Linked DNA regions of Mus musculus: region 1 is linked to region 2. Evidence: chromatin contacts called from public Hi-C data. All regions are on one chromosome and are shown on one strand. The core of a region is the stretch at or near the end of the contact, and the rest is flanking DNA. Distances in the headings are between cores, read along the strand shown. Region 1 overlaps Pde4b (phosphodiesterase 4B, cAMP specific). Region 2 overlaps Jak1 (Janus kinase 1).

Evidence for each region. Hi-C and Micro-C count contacts between places; a contact is called where the count stands out from the background.
Region 1: a Hi-C map of CD8 T cells shows a contact between it and region 2, with 4 times the contacts expected there. The contact joins two enhancer-like sites. A contact is called at or near these places in 3 of 484 Hi-C or Micro-C datasets (CD4 T cells, CD8 T cells and regulatory T cells) and 2 of 115 datasets of contacts at active chromatin or transcription factors (double positive thymocytes and thymic regulatory T cells).

The regions. Positions count from the first base shown.
Region 1 is chr4:102,516,601-102,519,900 of GRCm38.p6, reverse strand. All of the region lies in intron 5 of Pde4b (phosphodiesterase 4B, cAMP specific), which reads right to left. Among named protein-coding and RNA genes, the nearest start is that of Gm52668, 2.8 kb to the right of the region's middle. Within about 2 kb of position 1,885, at least 24 of the 459 cell types and tissues checked have an H3K27ac peak or open chromatin away from gene starts, as enhancers often do. A contact at or near this core is called in CD8 T cells and regulatory T cells, where this site is marked.
Region 2 is chr4:101,166,751-101,169,940 of GRCm38.p6, reverse strand. The region is part of intron 11 of Jak1 (Janus kinase 1); the gene reads left to right. Among named protein-coding and RNA genes, the nearest start is that of Gm24468, 18 kb to the left of the region's middle. Within about 2 kb of position 1,555, at least 66 of the 459 cell types and tissues checked have an H3K27ac peak or open chromatin away from gene starts, as enhancers often do. A contact at or near this core is called in CD8 T cells and regulatory T cells, where this site is marked.

The DNA.
Region 1 (3,300 bases), core at 636-3,135, 1.3 Mb before region 2:
AGTAGACCATCACTGGAAAGAGAGGCCCATTGGACACGCAAGCTTTATATGCCCCAGTACAGGGGAACGCCAGGGCCAAAAAGTGGGAATGGGTGGGTAGGGGAGTGGGGGAGGTATGGGGGACTTTTGGGATAGTATTGGAAATGTAATTGAGGAAAATACGTAATAATAAAAAAAAGAGATAAAGCAAAAACAAAAATAAAAAAAAAAAAAGGATCACATCTTAACCTTGTTGTGATTTTTGAAGTTAACAAGACATAATTCCTAGTAGCAAATACCTTACTTAGTATATGCTATGACAGCCTGTTGACACATATCTGCCTATGGCTTGTGTTCCATGCCAGATCTTTTAGAAAGAAACGACCCACGTTGAGAGTAGAAAAGAATTTAAGTGGATTTTCCGGAACCATTTTGTTGAAGTAAATAACCATAATTTGGGGGAGCTTTTCTGTTTGCACGAAAGAGTCTATCCAAAATCCTGAGGAGCAGAGCAAAGAGTGACCCCCCAAAGCACCCAGAAAGGGAACGTGACCCCCCCCCCCCCAAGGCACCCAGAAAGGGAACGGAAGAAGCATGGCTCCTGTAGCGGAAGATGACGTGGAAGTAAATGTTTTCAGGACTTGAGCAAAACAAGTCGCTTAAGACCTGAAGAAAAGGCAAGACCTGGGGGCAAAGAAACATGGTGAGCTGCTGACTCATTAAGCCACAGATAGCGCCCTCAGTTGTGTTTCTTCAGTAACATGCTGATGCAGCTCTTCACAAAAAGATACCTGGGAGTGCGATGGGGCCTATGCCTGTAGTCTCAGTACTGCAGAGATGGAAGGGACAGGAGTTCTGGGATAGCCTGGACTACATTACAAGACAAAAAAAAAAAAAAAGAAGATAGAAAGACAAGTGAGGTGAGGAAGAGAGGGAGGGTATGTGATAGTCTGTGCTGTCTTATGTGAATGCTCTGGCTGATGTTATCTTGACACTGGTCTGAAAGGCACATACTGCCCTGCGATGAGTTGTCCACCTCAGAAAACTCAAGCTGGGAACCGTTGTCAACACAGTCTGGTACGAGGATAGGAGCGATGTCTGGTGTTAGTGGGTTCTTCACAGTGTCAGGAGCATTCTGAGTGACAGAAAGATCACTTTGTGAGTCAGACTGGAATTCAATTTTCTGAATTCTGAAGAGAAGGTATAGACCTTTTGAACCCTACCTTGCTGATCTCAGCAATGCACATAAAGAGGACCTTCCAGGCACACTAATCTCCCTCAAGACATTCAAGGCAAATTAACTTTTTAAAGATAATGAATCTCAATTGAGTCTTTCAGTAATTGGTTCTGAGATCTAGGAAGTGGGTTTTTGTAAAGTTGAAACCCACAGGTTTCTCTTTTGATTGGCTGTGCAAGAAGAGTGGTTGGTGAGAACAGTAACATTTTTGTGACACTACAGTTAATGTACATACTGTCCAGGGGCATGCAAAGACAAAGCTTTGCACTTCTGGCCCTGCGCACACACACCCTGTCTGATTTCTAGAACAATGCCGTGAACTTGAAATTGAAGCAAGATGTCTGGTGCATGGAGACTTTCATTTTCCTTGACTTTAAACATCTTACCTCTAACAAGTAGGCATCATTCAAGCTGGGCTACTCTTTGAGACAGGTTATGTGCTTTGGTGGGCAGTTGTTGCCCACAATAAAACCGGCTTGAGGTGTCAACTTGGCAGGGCTGCGTGGTACCCTTTACTTAACCAGTAACCTGTAGCTAATTGCTTTGCAGCTATTTTGTCCCTAAGGGTGGCATCTACATTGAGAAACTGAAATTAAATAAGTCCCTGTCTGTGCAGTCTTTGTTGTGTAAACTTGAGAACAGGATCTGGGTCTAATTTGTGAAAACATCACTTCTTCTTTTCTATGAGATATTTTTTAAGTTAATATGTGTCCAACTGGACAGATGGGTGATAGGAGAAGGGAGGGCATGCCTGATTTCAGGTAAAATGAACTGAGAGCAGCTACCCACAGCAGGCAGCAGGAAACAGAAGCAGCAATCCGAACTGCTTGTTTTAGGAAGTCTATATAGAAGGTAGCTGGGAAGACTAGGGGTCCTAGGGGCAGGAGGTGAGAGAAGACAGCTGAACTCTCTTTGAGAGAGAGAGAAGGAAAAGAGAATAGTCGATCACAGAGGAAGAGACCTAATGTGTTGACAAAATTCTTCTGAGGAACCCTGGACAAAAAAGTAACAAACCAACTGAAGACACATTTGTGTACATGTTTGGCACTGACTACAGCAGGCACACATGGAGGAGTCACTGTCTGTCAAGGTGACTACACTGGGTAGCTGCATGCAGAAATGAAGATTTGTTTGGCAGTAAGTCACTGAATACCTAGAAGACTTGAGCTTACAAATGTGTGAAACGTCTTTTCCGGTCCAGAGTTCCCCATTTCCTTCCGGTGAGTGTTTACTTGGCCTGGCTATCTGTTAGGTTCTTCTGGGGTGTCCTTTCCTGACATGGAGGATAGGGAATACAGAGGTGTGGGCTTGTGTTGAGCATCTAGAGAAATAGTTATATAGCCAAAGAGAATAAAAAGGCTCGTCCATGCTGTTAGTAGATGGCAGTCTGGGCTATCATCACAAGCTTTTGAAACTAATTCTACCCCACAGACATTGCTTCAAGTTCCCCAAAGCTGTAACAGCTGGACAGTTGCCAAGTCCTGCAGGTCATTTGTTGCTGAGAGAAAACACTTCCTCATCTGAATGCACCCTAACTCAGAAAAGCCGTCTTTGGGGCCAGTGAGAAGGCTCAGCCAGCAAAGGTGCTTCCTGCCAAAGCTGCAGCCTGAGTTCTATCTCAGGTCTCCACAAGACGGAAAGAAAAGATCTTCTGCAAACTGCCTCAGTTTTATAAGTGAGCGTGCAAGTGGATACACACACACACACACATACACACACACCACAAGTACACACAATAATAAACAAACAAATAAACAAACAAATAAATAAGATAATTGTTTAAAAAAATGGGAGAGAAAAAAAAAACTGTACCACCAATTAGCATGCACTGAGTGCCTTTGCTCTAGCACTAAACCCTAAACACTAAACTGTTTAAATACAATTGACTAATTCTTCCCTTATGGTGATCCATTTCTCAGATGAGAAAATCAGACCCAGACGTGTTGAGTCACTCATTTGTAATCACAGAGCATGAAACAAGACAGGAAGAAAGAAGAACAGGAAGGCTAGCTCCAGATCCTGCTTCTTAATCCTGGGGGGTTGGGGGGGTAGGAGGGCTGGACTAACGATTATGGTGGAAGAAG
Region 2 (3,190 bases), core at 306-2,805:
GAGGAAGGTTGTGTTCTTGTTGATCAGATAGGGTTACCTGCCAGCCTCAGAGTAACTGCAGCCTTTGTTTTCATGCTAGCCAGTGTGCCACAAAGGGCGAAAACACACCTGCCTCTTGGCCATGAAACCTCAGAGCTCCTTAGGGCTTTAAAGCCCAATGGTCTTATTTTTTACATGACCTCCCTTCTGGTGTTAAAAGAAGATCTAACTTCCCTAGGGATCATGGTCCCCGGGAGAAGACAGCATCCACGGAATTGAGAAGGCCAGGGGCTAGGATGTGCTTTACTTGAAGGTTGCTGATACAGACCTCTGATGTAGCTACCACCTCTAACAGCAGAGACTGGAAGCCAGTAGCTTTGGAGGGAAGAGTGGGGGAACAGCGTTGAATACTTGGGTGGCTTTTCCCGAGGCTCTTCTGAAACGGAGCACTGAGAGTGCCTTCTGTCTACTTTTCTCACTTGCTTTAGAACTCTGAAGGTCTGAGTTTTCACTCACTGCTCTGTGATTCATGGGAAGCCTAGAATGCACACCAGATCTTGTGCAGGACTGTCCCATTGGGTGATAATATTTGAGCAGCTTCCACTGTAGCAGTACCTACTACTTTCAAAGTAGTGTAGTGACTATCTTATTGTTTATTGTTTTTTTTTTTTCCACATAGGAAGTTGGTTTCAGGGATATTCAGTGAATTGCTCAAGGCTTCACAGCTGATGGCATCAGCAGTAGTATAGTAGTGACAGTGAATAATAACAATGGCTACTGACATCTTAGTGAGTGTTTGGTCTGCCTGTTTGAAGGCCTTCCATGTTGTAGACCATTTAATTATCAGAAGAATTCAGGATGCTTGGCCAAGACTCCAAGTGAACAAAGATTGGAGATTTGAACACCCTGTCTGACCTGAATACACTGATATGTCCTCCCCATTCCATCTTCATATGCTTTGCATAGGAATAGGTACTGTGGTCAGCTATCTCTGGGACACAGGGTATCTCATCTGAGGGGAGGGAGAGAAAGCTGAGGAGCCCAGTGTGGATCGTCCTCGTATTAGTTCTCAGAACCTGCAAATTAGAGAAGAGCTAAAATCAGGAATGTGTAACACAAAGAGTGTCGTTACAGGTTGCTCAATTTCTCTGCACTTGTAACTAGGGTTCCCAGAGCCAGATACTCTGATCTAGGTTTTACACTGCAGTATACATCGCTTTGTGGAATAGAGAAAAGGCAGGGAAAAGCCAGGAAGCCAGACAGAAGCATATGATAGATAAGTAAGCCCTTGGTCAGGCCCAGCACTCAGGCCCACACACCACTGAACATGTGTCAGTACCTATTCCCTGGGGCCTCCTCAGGATGGGCAGGTGTGATGCTGATTTCCACTTAGTTGCTCCTTGTAGAAGATGTCTGCATTCTGATGCACAAGGCTGGAACGCTCTGGTGGAAGACTAAGGTGGTGGTTGATCATGACGACAGTGGCTGCCAGTAGTGAAGCCTTTACTGCATACTAAAGAAAGCTCTTCTGGGCATGGTCTCATCTGTTTCACTTAGCAACCTGAGGAGGGCACAGCTTTCTTGAACGAAACATCCTTATGATGGTGAAATGGCTCCCTCTCTCACAGGTCAAGTGTAGTGCAGGTCCCCACACAGATAACCAAGCCTGAGCCACTCTAGACTCATCCTACTCTCTGATTCCCAGATGGTCGGCCACCAGCCTCTGTCTGCCCTCGTGCCACCAGTCAAATAGCCTCATTGTATTTGACTCCTTTCCCTCCTCAAGATGGCTGTACAGAGCCTTTTTATTTAAATTGTATTTTCCCAGGCTAGCATCAAAAGAGAACCGTGCAAGGAATGGGCTCAGAAAAAAGGAGCACCCAGATGACTGAAGCCAGTTTCTGGTACTTAGATTTGTACCCCAGGAAAGTCAGACTAGAGCTGTGCCTGGATGCTCTGTGAAGCCTTCCTCTCTGGCTTAGCAAGCTCTGTGGTTAGGTTGCTGAGTCTCTTTGAGCCTTTGTTCTGATCTAGAGTACAGATAAGGATGTTGACAATTCCTGTCTCTTGAGCTTAGGCAGAGGAGTTAACAGTTTCTTATAGAACTGTACCCAGCATAGAGAAAACAGAACATATGAATGTAAACAAAAAAAAGACCATATGAATGAAAACAGAACAAAAGAAGATTTGAGGGGCCCTTATTGTACTCATGTAACCAGTGTTGTAACCTATTGCTTAGCAGTTTATTTACACTAGTCTGTGTGTGGGTTCTGTGAACTGTGCCTTGGAATTTCTACAGAGTTTTGGGAACTTTCTTATCAGAATCCAAGAATTAGAACTCCCATGTGAGAACTCATTGTCATCCCGTGCAAGAAAGTGGAACAGGGAGATCATCTGTGAGTTGTCACTTCCCCAGTGGTACTGGTCCAGCTAAAGGAAGTACACGGTGTGTTCAGGGACTATGTCAGGTCTACCTGATTCCCAGAGGATTCTGTACTATGTCTGAATTTGGAAGGCAGCTTACAAAGGATAAATTCCTTAGATCCTATGTAACCCAGGCCTGGCAGACCTGGTCATGCATTGTGTTTGCTGTTTATCTTAGTAAAGTTTGGGAAATGGCCTACTCCTAAGCCACATGTGAGGTTCTAGCTTCATTAGCAAGATTTCTAGGATCCTATTCTAAGTTGCTTTTCCCTTTCATCTGCATATAGCTTGTACTTTCCTTTTTCACAGAGTTCCCTAGCCTCAAGGCATCTGTGTTCCTCATTCAGTTCACCCCTGGTGCTTCCTACATTTAACAAAGTCTTGTTGGGAACTGGGAAATAGAGTGCTTGCCTAGCATGCACGAGCCTGGTAACTTGTCGAGCATTCGTTATGTTCTAGGCTGTAGGCATAGAGCAGAACATGAAACAGACATGGTCCCCGGCTTCTTGAGACTGACTTTTGTCATTTGTTTTATTATTCTTTTGGAGACAGCCTAAGCTATTCTCCAACTCACTGTTTGCTCTCAGGTGCTGAGATTATAGGCATGTGCCATCATACCTGACCATTTCCCAAAGGAGCCTTCCCTCACCTCAGATCCTGCTGTGTGAACCCTGGCTAAATCATAGCTCTCCATGTGCTCTCTGACTCCTGTTGACTCTGTCATTAGCCTGTGAGCTCCTGGAGGGTATGAATTAAGCATTTACCCGATACAGACTTGTTCATGATG